2 separate regions of the Mus musculus genome follow, and region 1 is linked to region 2. The links are chromatin contacts, called in public promoter capture Hi-C maps. All regions are on one chromosome and are shown on one strand. Each heading gives the region's core, a stretch centred on a gene start, on an enhancer-like site or on the middle of the called end of the contact. The rest is flanking DNA. Distances are from core to core; before and after follow the strand shown.

The links. Promoter capture Hi-C pulls out the DNA fragments that hold promoters and counts their contacts.
Region 1: a promoter capture Hi-C map of neutrophils shows a contact between it and region 2, with 4 times the contacts expected there. The contact joins the promoter of Fxyd2 here to the enhancer-like site in region 2. A contact is called at or near these places in 18 of 39 promoter capture datasets (the 3T3-L1 cell line, the C10 cell line, the HPC-7 cell line and 12 more), 1 of 15 datasets of contacts at CTCF or cohesin (CD8 T cells), 6 of 484 Hi-C or Micro-C datasets (the AML12 cell line, the C3H10T1/2 cell line, Th1 cells and 3 more), 15 of 115 datasets of contacts at active chromatin or transcription factors (the 230-238 cell line, bone marrow-derived dendritic cells, bone marrow-derived macrophages and 11 more) and 4 of 9 other capture datasets (adipose tissue, liver, macrophages and 1 more).

Annotation. Positions count from the first base shown.
Region 1 is chr9:45,404,817-45,407,516 of GRCm38.p6, reverse strand. Fxyd2 (FXYD domain-containing ion transport regulator 2) reads right to left here and starts at 1,427. Exons shown (of 6, transcript NM_007503.4): 1 at 1,351-1,427. The coding sequence starts at 1,387.
Region 2 is chr9:45,244,834-45,247,533 of GRCm38.p6, reverse strand. All of the region lies in intron 4 of BC049352 (cDNA sequence BC049352), which reads right to left. Among named protein-coding and RNA genes, the nearest start is that of Mir7086, 21 kb to the left of the region's middle. Within about 2 kb of position 1,258, at least 110 of the 459 cell types and tissues checked have an H3K27ac peak or open chromatin away from gene starts, as enhancers often do. A contact at or near this core is called in the 230-238 cell line, CD8 T cells, Th1 cells and 10 more, where this site is marked.

The DNA.
Region 1 (2,700 bases), core at 178-2,677, 160 kb before region 2:
TCGTACAACCTGAGGCACAGTTGTTATTCCCTCTCATCCACAAGAGACTGGGGCACAGAGAGGGTAAGTAAGTCACCCCACAACCACACAGCGAGTAAGGGGCAGAGCTGGGATTTGAACCCAGGCAAAGCGTCACTATGAGTCTACGTGCTAGGCTCCCTTTCAAGTGACATAGAGGAAGAAGACTTTTTCAGACCAAGCTGCCTGCCCCTGGCCCTGCCTCCTGTGGCTCCTTCACCCTGAAGGAAGCCGATATTCTGCTCTCTGCCAGCCTGAGCTCAGAGCACTTACCCTTGGATAGCTGGTAGTACAATGGCCAGCAAAGCTACAATCACACACACACACCACCCCCATTCCCCACTCCATGCCAGCTGTACTCTCTGCTGCCCTGCTGGAGCCCCTCTTGTCCGGGGCCTTTTCTAAAGGGATGAAAAAGTTAACAATTCCCAGGCAACTTTGAACTGTGCCCCTGTAGTGATCAGCCAGCCGCAGGGTCTGGTGAGTCCAGATCCCTCCAGTAGCCAGAGGGGGTCAGTGCTGGTGAACCTCAGGTATGGGTTGTTCAGAAAGGTCAAAATCTAAGGAGAAGCCACAGTGACCCAGGCTCTGCATCCATGCAGAAAGTCTTCCCACACTTCCGTCATGTTCAAGGTCAAATGGGGAGCTAGCATCAGCCTCAGCCAGATCCAAGACAGGACCCCAAACCCCACCCCACCCCCATTTCCCTTTCAGGAAGCATTTAATGAGTCCCTCTTCCACCAGTGTTCTAGGTCAGAAAACTCAACATCTATGGACCGGCAGGGGTCCTCTTGGGCTCCAGGCCTGAGTCTGTGGATTTCAAAACGCTGGGCTTTTCTTGTGACCCTAAGCCTTCTGGGGAAGGCTAAGCTAAAGGGCTGCTCCTCCCATCTCCAACCCCGGCAGCCCCTGACCACTTTGAAATCTTAGTTCTCCATCCAAGATGAGAAAGTCACACTGGGCAGGGCGTGGAAGGCTGAGGCAGGAAGAATGCAGTGAATTTTAGGTTATTCTGGGCTATATGAGTTCCAGGCCAACCTGGGCTACAGAACAACACCCTGTCACCCAGAACAAAGTCACATGTACACACACACGTACACACACACACACACACACACACACACACAAACACACAACACACATAAACACACACACTTCTGATGCTCCAACTTCTGCTATTCTGCTCTTTTTCTGTGGGGGTGGGGTTGAGGATCCCTTCTGAATGCTAATTTTCTAAGAGAGCCACTGGCTGGGGAACTCCAAGGAACAGGAGAGGGAAGGGGTCTAGCTGCCCACCAGAGCCAGTCCCAGGCAGAGTCCTGCCAGTCTCACCACTGTTCGCTGACAGATCTGATATTTCCCCAGCCATCGGGGCTTCTCCACGACGGTCTTCCTGTGGCCTCTACTATGGGGACAGTGTCTGCCGTGGCCAGGGCAGAGGTGGGGGGGCATTAAATATTAACAGTGTCAGGTAATATTTACCCCAGTCACAAGAAAGGCTGAGTGTCCCCAGAGGGGCTCTTGCTGACCCAGGCAAGGGGAGGTATGGGGGGAGCCAGAGGCAGGGAGGAGCTGCCTGAGGTCTCCAGCCCCTCCCAGAGGAAATTTCCAGAGAGCAGGGCTGGGATGGGCAGCAACAGTATTCTTCCATCAGCCGGGGAAGCCGCAGCTGGGAGTGAGATGAGGAAGTGAGAATTTCAAGATGCACTCTCGGTGAAGGGCACATGGGAAGTATAGATAGGGGTCCTGGGTCGGGATGGGGACTTCCAAGTCCCTTAGCCTCCAGAGCTTCCTGCAAGGCCCTGTGGATAGCACCGTGACAGCTTACATTCTCATGGGGCAGTCATGTCTCCCCGCCGTGTTCCTAAGGAGCCCGGCCTGGCTCCCTTCTTACCACAGTCCTGTGAATCTTGGGTCCCCAGCAGGATCAGCCTCAATAGCACTGCTGTCCCTGACAGCCTGTCCTGACTTGTTTTATTTATCCTGGTCCCGAGGCCACCACAGTTAGCCACTCACACCTCAGTCTGAAATCCTCCACCATCCCTGACTAATGTCCTATCCTGATGCCCAACACTCCCTCTTGCGGCTGTCACCATATGCTTATGACTCTTTCAGGAAGAAGCTCAGCTTGATCTTAGGGCTTACAAAGCATTTTCTAGCTGTTGTCTCCCTTTTGCTTTAGTTCCTCTCTTGACATGAGCTATCTGAGGTATGGAGAAGCTGAGGCCCAAGGTCAAACATCCAGTGAGAGTTGAAGACAAATAATGGCTATCCTTTGAGATCCAGGGCTCAAATGCTATGGCCATACCCACCCACCCACCCCCAGCCTGTCCTGCACTCACTGTAACCATCCCCTTGGTAACTATGGTGTGGATTCTGTAAGACCACAGTCTTCTTTGGGTTCCAGATGGTCGACTTGGCCTCCAAGAAGCTAATATCCAACACTAGCAGATGATATATAAATAGATACACAGGTGATAGGTAAACAAGAAATAGATGATAGATAGATAGATAGATAGATAGATAGATAGATAGATACATACATACATACATACATACATACATACATACCTGCATGCATACCTGCATGCATACAAGCTATATAAGTGATAGGTTGATGGAGAAATGATACCAAGATGGATAATAGATTTATGGATAGATGGATAGATGATAGATAGATAG
Region 2 (2,700 bases), core at 9-2,508:
GCATGAACCAGGCTTGGAGCAAGATGCCCTCAAGAGGATGAAGAATCCTTTTGCTTAGTTTCCTGAGTAGTTCCTGCCTACGTGAACACATACATGTACACCTAAGTGTATGTAAGGCACAACAGGGGACTTAGAAGAGATGTAAAGCCCAACTTGGCCTGCTAGAAATGCTTGTGAGAAAGGAGAGATCAGGTTAATCTCCAGAGATACTGGATTCCCCATGGAGACAGCCCAGTACCTGGAGGAGCAGAGAAAATGAATGAAGATGTGTGAGCCAGAGAGTGTTTCTAAGTAAAATCAGATGAGAACAAGGGACATAAGTCTTGAAGAAGGCTCCTGGGAAATGTGAACTGTGAGCCAGGAGGAAGAGTGGCAGGAAGGGATGACTTGGAGATCAGAGAATAAAAGTAAACAAGGACTGGGAAGTGGGCAAGGCAGAAGCTCAGAGCTGAGATCAAGCCTGGGAGGCCTGAGCCCTGAAAGCCCCATCCATCACTGTGGGGCGATTAGCAGCTCACTGGAGGGAAGAGCCAGTATCTTGGAAGCTGGGGATCAGAGAGCTGCTGCCCCTTAGCTCTTCCAGGTTGGGGAACAGGATATGTGGAGGAAACCTGCTATCTACATGGGGGTCAAAATGAATGGTGTCAGCCAGGCAGTGGTGGCAGACGCCTTTAATCCCAGCACTTGGGAGGCAGAGGCAGGTGGATTTCTGAGTTCGAGGCCAGCCTGTCTACAGAGTGAGTTCCAGGACAGCCAGGACTACACAGAGAAACCCTGTCTCAAAAGAACCAAAACAAAACAAACCAAACCAAAACAAACCAAAACAAAAAATGGTGTCTTGAGTCCTGAGGTGAGTGTCAGGAAAGACGGGACATAAAATTCACAGTGTTTGGGCATGGACAGGATTGTGGGTGCAGGAGAAGAGGACATTCCAGGTTGGGCACAGCCCTGGGAAGGACATTTAGAGGAACAGGGTAATATAGAAACTGTAGCTAGTAGCCCTTGGCACAGCAGGCTCTCCAGTGGGATGGAGCAGGAGATGGGATGAAGGGTAGAGGAGCAATGGGTAGGCCCTAGTACAGCCAAGGATTGGAGTGCCCAGTCAGTGCCCAGCCTTAGCGGCCTGTTGCTTGGTTTCTAGTTAGTCTGAGAAAGCTGTAATCTGCCCCTTCACTCCTAGGGTGTAGCCACTGTCTGGAGTGAAGAAAACTGCTTCACCATGGGCCTGCGGAAGTAAGGAAAGCAAGGGGGTGCGGAAGGGACACGGAGCACGTCAGTGGCCTCAGAAAGAGGAAGCAATGTGCTCTCGCTTCTGCTTCTGAGCATGGGAAATACCCACTATTCTCCCATCCTCAGCAGATGTCCCTGTCCTCACCTGAAGCCACACAACCTGGGCCCAAGCCTACCTGGGGTTCAAGGCTCATTCTCTTTTCAAGTATCCAACAAGTCTCCTGAGTCCTGAGCATTCCCAGGGGACCCAGTGGGTCCTACAGGCCATGCCAACCAGGGCAGAGTTACAGGTGTTATTGGGATCACAGAACCTGTGAGTTCAGAAGTGGGGTCCAGCTTGCAGAGCTGGGTATCCAAGGAAGAAGGAAGCCAAAGGCAAGAGTATTCTCTTTCTCCATCACATCCAAGAGTTCTCTGAGAAAGGGGGAGAGGTCCAAAGCCATGAAGAGTCCCTCTTCATACTCAACAGCTCAGGGAAGAAACCCCAGTCAAAGGCTTCCAAATCCTAAGGCTTGGTGTGCTGTGTCCAAGGCCCACTGAGCTGGGAAGAAAAAGACTCCCACCCCTGGCAGGAAGCAGGAAGGATCCGCCAGGCCTGGAGCATTCCTTCCTCCACAGTCTGCTATAGGCCAAAGAGAGAACAAGAAGCAAAATAAGAAACACAAAACACAGGGGCCTCAGCAAAAATGAGGGGAAGGACAGAAAAATAATGGCCAGCCCTCCCCTTCCTGTCTCTGTTTTGGCCTCAGCATCTTTTAGCTTAGAACTGGGGCTGGTTGATCCAGTGACAGGCCTGACCAACACAGGCTCCTTAAGGCTTTCTCCATTTACTACTGCTTCAAGGAGTGAAGCATCTCTGGATGGAACTGCTTTATACCAAATATCGGCTGAATACCGGCTGAACTAAAACTGGTACCCGCTGCCTTCAGTCCAGTGGGTCACAGGCAGAGCAAGAAGCCACGGCTTCGGAGGTAAAGTGTTCTACAGTCCTTGTCCTTAGCTGCTTTGGTCAGCCTCCACCAGGCGCCTCCCATGGCTCCATAACTCTCTGCTTTCTACCACATAGGGCCAGCTTGGTGCAGGACAGCAGAGACGGAAAATAGATCCCACCCTGGGCACTGTGGGCACCCCAGGTTGGGAGCCTAAACAACAGGGACACTGTTTCTAGATTGTTCTGCTCATGTGTGGTGGGCACTGAGCCTTGTCACTGTAGGAAGAACTAGTCAGAGGGAGATAGCAAAAGGGAAGAAGCGTGGAAAAGGCCCAAACCAAACACAGCGCTGAAAGGGCAAAGTAAAGACCCTAGTTCAACCTTCAGGGAAGTTGGCCACAGATGGAAATGTTAAATAACATGTCTGAAATCACCCCTCTGACCACATGACTCCCCAATGAAAATGATCGGCTCTCCAGCTCCAGGTAGCAACTTAACAAAATGAAATGACAGGAGATTCCACATGAACATCTATCTAC